Linked DNA regions of Anser cygnoides: region 2 is linked to region 1. A link is a contact called in public Hi-C data. All regions are on one chromosome and are shown on one strand. The core of a region is the stretch at or near the end of the contact, and the rest is flanking DNA. Distances in the headings are between cores, read along the strand shown.

Region 1 (4,325 bases), core at 1,060-3,559:
TCACTCAGCTATCGTGAGGCTCGCTCCTGGTAATTGTCCAGGTAGGCAGGACAAGCACTGCCTGCGGAGAGAGGCAATCCCGGCAGCACTGCTGAAAAACAGGAAGTGTGGCAGCCAGGGGGAGGGCAGAAATTTTGAGCAGCGCCTGCTCCTCCGCTGAAACACATGTTTGTGAGGTAATGCGGGTGTAAGCTGGCACTCGGCGGGACTCTTGCCGGAAAGCAAAGCTTCTTAGGAGCACATTCAGCACAGAAATCAGCTAGTTCGAGCCCAACCGCCTGCAGGAATTTTCTCGTGGTCCTCTGCACTCCTATGGCAACCTCAAGATCACCCTTAAGAACAGCTTTTGAAGGCCTCTCCGGGCATCCCAGACACTTTTTTTTAATCAAGATATCCTTGAGACTGCTGCCAACAGCGAGCAGTCAGGGGAGCAGAAGGCTCCAAACAGCTTCAGATGCAAGTTCTGGCTGTCCGCAGGCTCTCCCGCATGAGATTGCTGAGCTCAGCCCTCGCTCCCCACTGGAGCCTCCCAGTAGCGATATCCTGGCGGTGCGAGCAGGAACACGCCCCACACCCACACTACCCATTGTCAGGAGGCTGTCAGCTCGCATACGAGGCACACGTACCTTGTAATTACACGGATTGGGGAATACTGTTGACTAACAACGAGGAAAAAATGATTTGCACAGCCCTCCGAAGACCGTGGAATCATTTAATCCAGTAGTAAAGCAAACCGAACCTCGTGGCAAGACAGATAAAAGCCGAAAATCCAATGTTCTTTTGATGTAAAGTGACGCCCTGCTGCTTGGCGTTATGGTACTCTGCCAAAAGGCCTACGCTCTGCCTAAAAGCAAAATCGTTTGCTGCAACTAGAACGCATCTAAAAACACAGGAACCAAAAAAAAAAAAAGCCAAAAAAACACACCCTGTTCTAAAAAAGATCACTATGAGAAATGCTAGTTCTGGCTGACTTGGGAATTGCCTGGTTCTGAAGCAAGATGCAGCCTGACACGCCGAGGAGTCATTTTAAACTAGGTTTGCGTACTGCAGAGGTGGCAGCTAGCTTGTTCAGACAAGCCTATTTTAAACAAGAGCTGCAAGTCTCGTCAGACTTTTCAGCAGCTTCATCTGCAACTCCCATTAGCTCTGCTCCACGCTGCAGCCCGGCCGGGGATGCTTCAGCTGGGTTTTATAGGAAGCAGGGAGATTACCAGCACATCCTGCGCGCTGGGGCCGTGCGGGGCGGGAGTTTATCCACGAGCTGTGCCCTGCGTCGGGGACACGAACGGCGAATGCTGCGGGTGGGCTGCGACGCCCTTCAAAAGCTAGCGGCGAATAACCTAACGGAGGGCGTTAAGAGACGCCGGTGTTTGGTGCCGGAAAGGCAAGAACAGGGCGGTAATTAGGGCTGTGCGAGCTAATTCATGCCAATTCATCAATCTCAGCCGTGCGGGTTAAACGGGGGGGTGGGGTGATGGGAGGGGGCAAACTTCGCCTTTACCCCCCCCCCCCCGATCCGCCCACACGGCGCCGGGGCACAATGGCCGGGCGGCTCTCTGGGGGCGTTTCTCCCCTCACGGCCGAGGCAGGGCTCGCACCCTCCTCCTCCTCCTCCTCCTCCGCCAGGCTCCAGCGGCCTTGGGCGCCCCCCCACCCCCTCCCCCCGAGGAAGATGGCTCCCGCCGCGCGGCCGGATGCGGCCGGGGGCAGCCGCAGCTTCCTGCCGGGCCGGGCCGGGCCGGGCCGTACCCCCCCCACCCCCCGACCTACAAAAGCCCCGGGGGGGGGGGGGGGGTTGGGTGCGGCCGCGCCCTGCGGCACAGACAGGGAGCGCTGGGAGGGGCCCCGCGGCGCGCTCCGCTCCCCCCCCGCGCCACGAAATGGACGCGCTCGGCCCCCCGCGCGCGCACGCGGCGCGGGCCGTACCATCGCGCCTCCGGGGGGGGAGGGGGAAGGGGCGCTCTGAGGGGATGGAACGTACCACCGCAAAGCGGGGGGGGAGGGGAGGAACGTTCCACGGCACTGATGCGGGGGGGATATGGGGGGGGGGGGGATTCCGCCGCCTCACGGCGCGGCGCCCCGAGGGACCGGAGCCCGGCGGGGAGCCGCCGGTAGGCTCCCGGGGCTGTGGGGTGGAGGGGGGGGGGCGCCCCGCAGGTCCCTTACCATGGCGGCGGCGGCGGGCGGCGGAGCGCGGTGCGGCGGCGGCTGCTCCCCTCGGCGGCTGGGCGCGGCGCGGGCTCCGGCGGCAGGAAGGGAAGCGGCGAGGGCGCGAGCCGGGCGGAAACGCTGCCGACGTCACGGCCGCCGGGCCCGGAGGAGGAAGCGGTTGCTATGGTGGGAGCCCCGCGTGGCAACGCCCCGCTGCCTCACTAGAGACAGAGCGCATGCGCGCCTGCCGCCCCCCCGCTCCGTACGCCCCCTGAGGGGGGCGGGCCGCCCAATCGGAGGCGGAGCCGGCGGGTGATGGATGGCCGGCCGGCCAATGGCGGCGGGCGCTGAGAGAAGAGGGGCGGGGCTACCTGCCCCAAGGTGTGCGCGGAGGGCGGGGGGTGCGTGAGGGAATGAGGGGGGGGCAAAAGGAGGGGGGGGTAAAAATGGGGGCGTGAGGGGGCAAAACGGCGCGTGAGGGGCCAAAATGGGGGCAAAAAGGGGGCAAAATGGGGGTGTGAGGGGGTAAAAAGGGGGTGTGAGGGGGTAAAAGGGGATTTAGGGGGGTAAAAGCGGGGGCGGGGGCGGCTGTGAGGGGCAGGGAGCGATCGTGAGGGGAGGCGGCCGGGTCGAGGCCGGGCGGGGGCGGCGGCGGGCTGAGGAGGCGGTGAGGGGGAAGTGGCTTCGCTCGCTCGCCTTTTTTTTTTTTTTTCTAATTTTTTTTTTTTTCAGGGTTTTTCACTACCTACTTTGGTGCGATCTCAGCCAGCCACTCGTGATTGGCTGGCGCCGGCCGTTGCCGCGGCGAGCCGAGGAAACCCTGTGCATCGCGCCGGCCTCCAGACAAAGCACCCGGCGCCCGGCCTCCGCTCCTGGGGCGCTCGCCCCGAAATGCTGCAAAAAAAAAACAACAATAAAAATAATAAAAATGTTATCGTTTCCTTAACGTTTCTGCGCGATGTGTTGCGGGGCTTCTGTAAGCAGGCTGTTCGCTGATTGCTGAAGCGTCTAACGTGAAAAAGTAGAGGTGGTTTGGCTTCGTTACTGGGTGCGGCGATGCTCCCGGCTTGAACTGCCATGAATTGATGAGCAAAGAACCCCCAGCATCAAGCGTGTTTGTTGAGCCTCTCTCTCTGTGCCTGCTTGTAAGCAGAAAACAAAGCAAGATTTGTGTGGCTGTTTTCAGGGCTGGCGTACGAGGCAGCAATATTTCTGGCTTACATCTAACATAAAGCATCAACAACAAAGGTGTAAGCCATACCTTACAGTTTTTATCCATATTCCCCCGTTCTAGTTACACACATAATTTTTTTTTCTAACCTCCTTGCAGCATACCCCCGTCGTTTCCCTTTTTAGATGCTGTTGTGCCTGCTCACTTGAGATATGGGTTGCTGAAAGATCGCATATTGAAAATGCATGTGTTGAAAAAGCAGTCCTGTTCCGGCAGGCTCTTTTGTTGGGTGCCTTGTGCTGGCAAGGGGTCCCTTTTGCAAGAGCGTTTGTTTGTGGTGAAATTAAGTGGTACTGGTGAGCCTTTTGCTAGACTTAAATGGCAGTGGGTGGGTTGTTCCTCCCTATGCTCCTTTCTGATGTATTTAATCAAGGAATGCTAAATTGGGAGCAAAGTCTTTGTCTTTGAAAGTAAAAAGAATTGAGTGGGAACTTTCTCTTTTTTTTTTTTTTTTTTAAATGTATGGTTCTAAAATAAGTCAGGTAAAATGCCTCTGTAATAGAGCACCAGACCTACAAATGCATTTCTCCAGACAACCCTTTCTGGTCCTGTATTTCGATGCCAGCTGTTGGCACGGTGTGGGTGAAAGCTACAGCTCATTGGTGCTGGGAAGGGAAAATTGAGGCACACACTGGCTGCCAGAGCCTCTGCACGGTGCCATAGCAGACCTCCATCTCTGGTGGCATGAGACTGGGACCCGGGGCAGCTGTGCTTTTTGGTTTTACTTCATGTGGGCGATTTGTCTGTGGTTGTTCTGAGCTTGCTCTCGATAATTCGGTTTCACTATGAGAGAGCGGGGTGCAGAAATCAGATGTCCTGGGGAGGAGGGGAAAGGATGATGTAAGGCCATGAGAACAGGGCCGGGGCTGTTTCATACTGTATACTTATAAGGGAAAATGAATTGAAACTGGCCCCTTGGCTCAGTCTGTTTCAAGAGGTTTTT
Region 2 (4,385 bases), core at 30-2,529, 170 kb before region 1:
GACTGCGATGCTCAATCTTATCTTAGGCTGGAGTCCTGATAACAAAGGGAAATGCCAAGCAAGATGTAGGAAATTTCTAGAAGATGCAAACAAACTCCTCAGATGTCTCACCTGCTTATTATCAGAGTAATCCACAAGCTCAGGATTTCGTGAGGGGTTTGGTGAAATGCTTCACATATAAGACCATAGGCTAACATCCATTCTTTCATCTCTTTATCACTAGCTAGTTCATTCCCTACCAGGCTTCGTTATCACTGTGGCTAACCCCCTGCTGAACCACAGTAACTACACTTGCACTTGACTGTTACATACAAGAGCACTGTATCGCATTTTATTTTACATAGTAAATACAGAAAGTAATACATAGGGGGGAAGAGCAAAGGATTCTGCACACCTCAGAAGACTAATGTGTTACTTCTCAGTGGCAGCTTCCTAACCTATACAGACAAGTAGACATACGCACATTAACTTTCTATTACAGAGCGGAAACGGTAACTTTTGAGGTATGTTTAACTGGTTATGGAGACCCTGAGTGGTTACGGCAACCAAAAAGAAGCTATGGCAACCGTAAATTACAGCAAACGCCACTGACTCCAACCAGACCCGCTCGGTAGCCCTGCCCAGCCGGCGGCCACCACGCAGCCCGTCCATACGAGTGGCGCGGGGTGCCTGAAGCAACGGGGGAGCTCCGCGGGGCCTACCATGGAGAGCAGCCTGTTGATGGCCATGGCTCGCTGCTGGGCTTCCATGTGCGGCATGTCATTCTGGATCACCTGGTCGGTGATGCCGTGGGGGAACTGGTGGCACAGCTCGATTATCCTGGGGGAGGGAGAAGAGCGAGGTTAAAAACCGTATCCTGCCGCATCCGAAAGGTCGGGGTCGGGATTGAAGGGCAAGAAGAGAAGAGCTCATGGATAAAACTATGACGAAATGCTTCTTGGTCATGCCTATGCGCTCCGGCAAGCCCCGGAGAAACCAAACTTCGCTCCATTTTGGTTTTGCGCCGCTCTAAGCCCTGGGTGGAAAGTGACGGCGCGCAAGCAGCGACCAGACAGCTTTAGGAACCGAACGACGGGAGACAGGAGAGCTGCGGCCCCCGGGTCGCTCCTCCCGGCCCCGCCGCCCCGCTCACCGGCTCTCGATGTCCACCGGGTCGGGCGCCTCCGGCTTCACCCGCACCTCCGCCATGGCGCCGCCGCGGCGCGCACCGATGGCGTCGGAGCCGGGCGGGGAGCGGGGGGCGGGACGGGGCGGTTGCTAGGCCGGGATCGTGGCGTCTGTGGTAACTGGGGGGGGAGGATCGAGTCGGGAGGGCAGGGATCGAGTGGGGCGCGCAGGGATCGAGCGGGGTGGGCAGGTGCTCCGCAGCAGGGATCCAGTGGGGATGGGCAGGGGCTCTGGGATTGTGATTGACGGGGGAGGGCTGGGATCGAGTGGGGTGGGTGGGGATCAAGAGGGGGTGGGCAGGGAATCCATAGCAGGGATCGACTGGGATGGGCAGGGATCGGGGGGGCATTCAGGGGCTTTGCAGCAGAGGTCGGTCGGGGTGAGCAGGGGCTGTGTGTCTGGGCGCTGCGGGGGGGACAGGCCTCTGCTCCGGGACCAAGCAGGGTGGCAGGATCGTGTGAGGGGATCGAGTGGGGCTCCATCCTGCATCAACAGGATGGAGCGGGGTTGTGCGGTGTGAGGAAGGGGCACGGGGCCTGGCGGGGCTGAGGGCGTCTCCTGTCACAGGGGGGCTGCCAGCGGGACCTGTTCTGTCCCTCTGGTGGGCTCCCACCAGGCTGACTGGGGACCCTGTGCTTCTGCCCCAGGTGTGCCAAGAGCTGTCAGAGCCTTGAGGAGAACTGGTCACAGCCCCTGGTGTCAGGTAAAGGTCTGATCTGCACGCCCTTACGTGACTTTGCCGCAGTGTGCATGCAGCACAAGAGAGCTTTGGCTGAGAACTGTCCGTGTTCCTCATGTGCAACCCAGCGCGGAGATGGGCAGCTGCAGGCAGCGCGGTGCCTTACCCCAGTCAGAGCATGGGCTGACAGACACCCTCTGTGCAGAATCCTGACTGCGTTAATGGGTGGGGTGAGAGGTGTTTCTGGAGGATCGAAAGGTTAGCTAAAAAAAACAAATCCTTCTAGTGTACATGCATTTTCTGGCCCTGAATATCAATTCCTAAGATCTGCTGAACATCTTTTTGTATAGTAACATGTTACTGAATCCAAATTCACTCTCATATTTTGTGACGTGATGACATAATACATAATACATAAATTATGGTAAATAATGTTTGGCATGTGCTTTATAGGTATATTTTTAATGCATGCCATAAATGAGATAAGCTTAAGGAATACCTGTCTCTCTCTAGCCCGCTTCAGGACATCTTCTTGCATTGCCTTGACATCCATTCAGGTGGCCACAGCAAAACAAGTAGCTTGCTCTTCCTGCAGAGAAAATGACACCATATCTTTAATGATTAGAGTCAAGATACCTCACTGGTCTCTCTCAGCACGTATCACTGATGTATGATGCTAAAGTTGTTTCCCTTGAATACTCAGAAGTCAGACTTGAGCAAGGAAAGCTGAAGTGAAATAAAGGCAACAGAGCTCATCTTAAGCTTTGTTCACAGTTCTGTAATAGGAGAAAATGTCAAAAGTCTGATGATCATTAGGATCTTATTATTTTTCAATGTGAAAAGCACATAAATATTAATGAGTGAGCAGTTTAAAGTATCCAGTGTTCTCTCTCCTAAAATAAACAAATGAAGATGAGGAATTACATTAAAAGACCATATTTCTTAATGCATTCTTCTGTCAAGAAAAATATTGTCTGCCTTTTTGTTTTTCTGTTTTAAAGATCACTGGTGAGAAAAATGACAGCGGGCTCTGTCTCAGTTCCTCAGGTCATACCACTTCGAATCCCTCTTCCAGGGAAGGCTAAACATGAAATAGATACAAATACTCTCGTAGAAATAAAATCAGGTATGAATAATAGCTTTAACTCTATATAAAACATTTTCTTATGTGACCATTTGAAACTTTATCATATATTTATGAATATCCACTTCCTTGAGTAACTTATAAAATTAACTGTGTTTCGATACACCAAATATACATGCACTTGATTTGATTAATTCAAACAATGTTATTGACATGGGGGTTACTCCTCTATGTTAGCAGTCTTAATTGCTTTCAAGATCAAGCTCTTTAAGCTGTTGCTTTTTGCTGTGACTGCAAAAACAGCACTTGAAAGTATCCTGTGCTAGGCTCACCCTAAAGGACTTCCTTACAATTCCACATTTCATCGTAGGAAAAAATATATTTTTTTTGGTTTTAGAACGGATGAGTTTTTGCAATGTTTCCCAATGTTTCCCATTGTACAGCTACTTTAAGAAGAGAAATATTGCTTACAATTGAAATTGTATTCATTTAGTAACCAATTTTTCATGGGAGAAACAATTTTGGTCATGAACTTTCAGTCATTTATGCAACTGCTTTATTCTGTTTATGTGAGAAAAATCAAGCACAGCAGAGAGAATTTCCAGAGCTGTAGCATTTGTTTTTTTTACAGCTCTCACACAGTTTGGCTGATTACTTTCTCTATGTCTTTCAGATACACCTGAGGTCTCCATTTATTACACATTAGATGGAAGTAAACCAGAACGCAATAAGAAACCTGGCTATGGAGAGCACAACACTTTTAAATATAAAAGTCCGATCATATTACCAGTTGGGAAAATCATGGTCAAGGCACTTGCAGTTACAAAGTAAGTATCCTGGTTTCTTTTAGTTTTATTTTGTCAGGGGACTGATATGCCAGCAGTGGCTTAAAGCCATGATGTTTAAAGTACCCTGTATTTGGAAAATGAGAGACAGCTCTTTCCCCAACCAGTTTGCAATCTAAGTGATCTTTATGGGTGCATTGTCTTCACTTTCTCATAAAACTTTTTATTTATTAAGTGTTTATGGGGATGGATTATCTCTAGGATGTTTATATTCTGTGACATGGATGTAGGCCAATGATCTGTAGAGGCTGTGGGTGAGAGACTAATAAAACACACTGTACTCAGAGTTCATCTCTCAACGTGATCAAAAATGCCAGAGGGACTAGTGTGGTATTTTCTGGCGTCAGCAGTCATCCAGTGATTCAACAGATTTATAAAAGCTGGTCTTCCCAGGAGTTTGCATAGTTGCTCTGGAAGGAGCACAGAATGGCAGACCCCACAGCTCAAGAAAAATGTTGCCATGCACAAGAGTGAAGTAAAAATGCAACATTCCAGAGAAATGGATTTTGCTACACAGACGTTGACTTTCTCCTAACTTCATGCTTGGAGACAGGGAATACGTGCATTCTCTGTTGTATTTTCATCCTGTTTTTCAAAGGGAGCAGAAACA

What was found. Hi-C and Micro-C count contacts between places; a contact is called where the count stands out from the background.
Region 2: a contact with region 1 is called in a Hi-C map of liver, with 1.9 times the contacts expected there. The contact joins the promoter of POLR3F here to the promoter of DSTN in region 1. A contact is called at or near these places in 3 of 7 Hi-C or Micro-C datasets (granulosa cells and liver).

Annotation. Positions count from the first base shown.
Region 1 is chr3:14,998,675-15,002,999 of Taihu_goose_T2T_genome, reverse strand. It overlaps DSTN (destrin, actin depolymerizing factor), which reads right to left and starts at 2,309. Exons shown (of 4, transcript XM_066993538.1): 1 at 2,167-2,309. The coding sequence starts at 2,169. It overlaps LOC136790336 (a long non-coding RNA gene), which reads left to right and starts at 2,395. Exons shown (of 2, transcript XR_010830066.1): 1 at 2,395-2,532; 2 at 2,884-3,097.
Region 2 is chr3:15,170,935-15,175,319 of Taihu_goose_T2T_genome, reverse strand. It overlaps POLR3F (RNA polymerase III subunit F), which reads right to left and starts at 1,279. Exons shown (of 9, transcript XM_048078909.2): 1 at 1,133-1,279; 2 at 702-819. The coding sequence starts at 1,188. It overlaps DZANK1 (double zinc ribbon and ankyrin repeat domains 1), which reads left to right and starts at 1,199. Exons shown (of 22, transcript XM_048078905.2): 1 at 1,199-1,282; 2 at 1,815-1,870; 3 at 2,848-2,972; 4 at 3,604-3,757. The coding sequence starts at 2,864.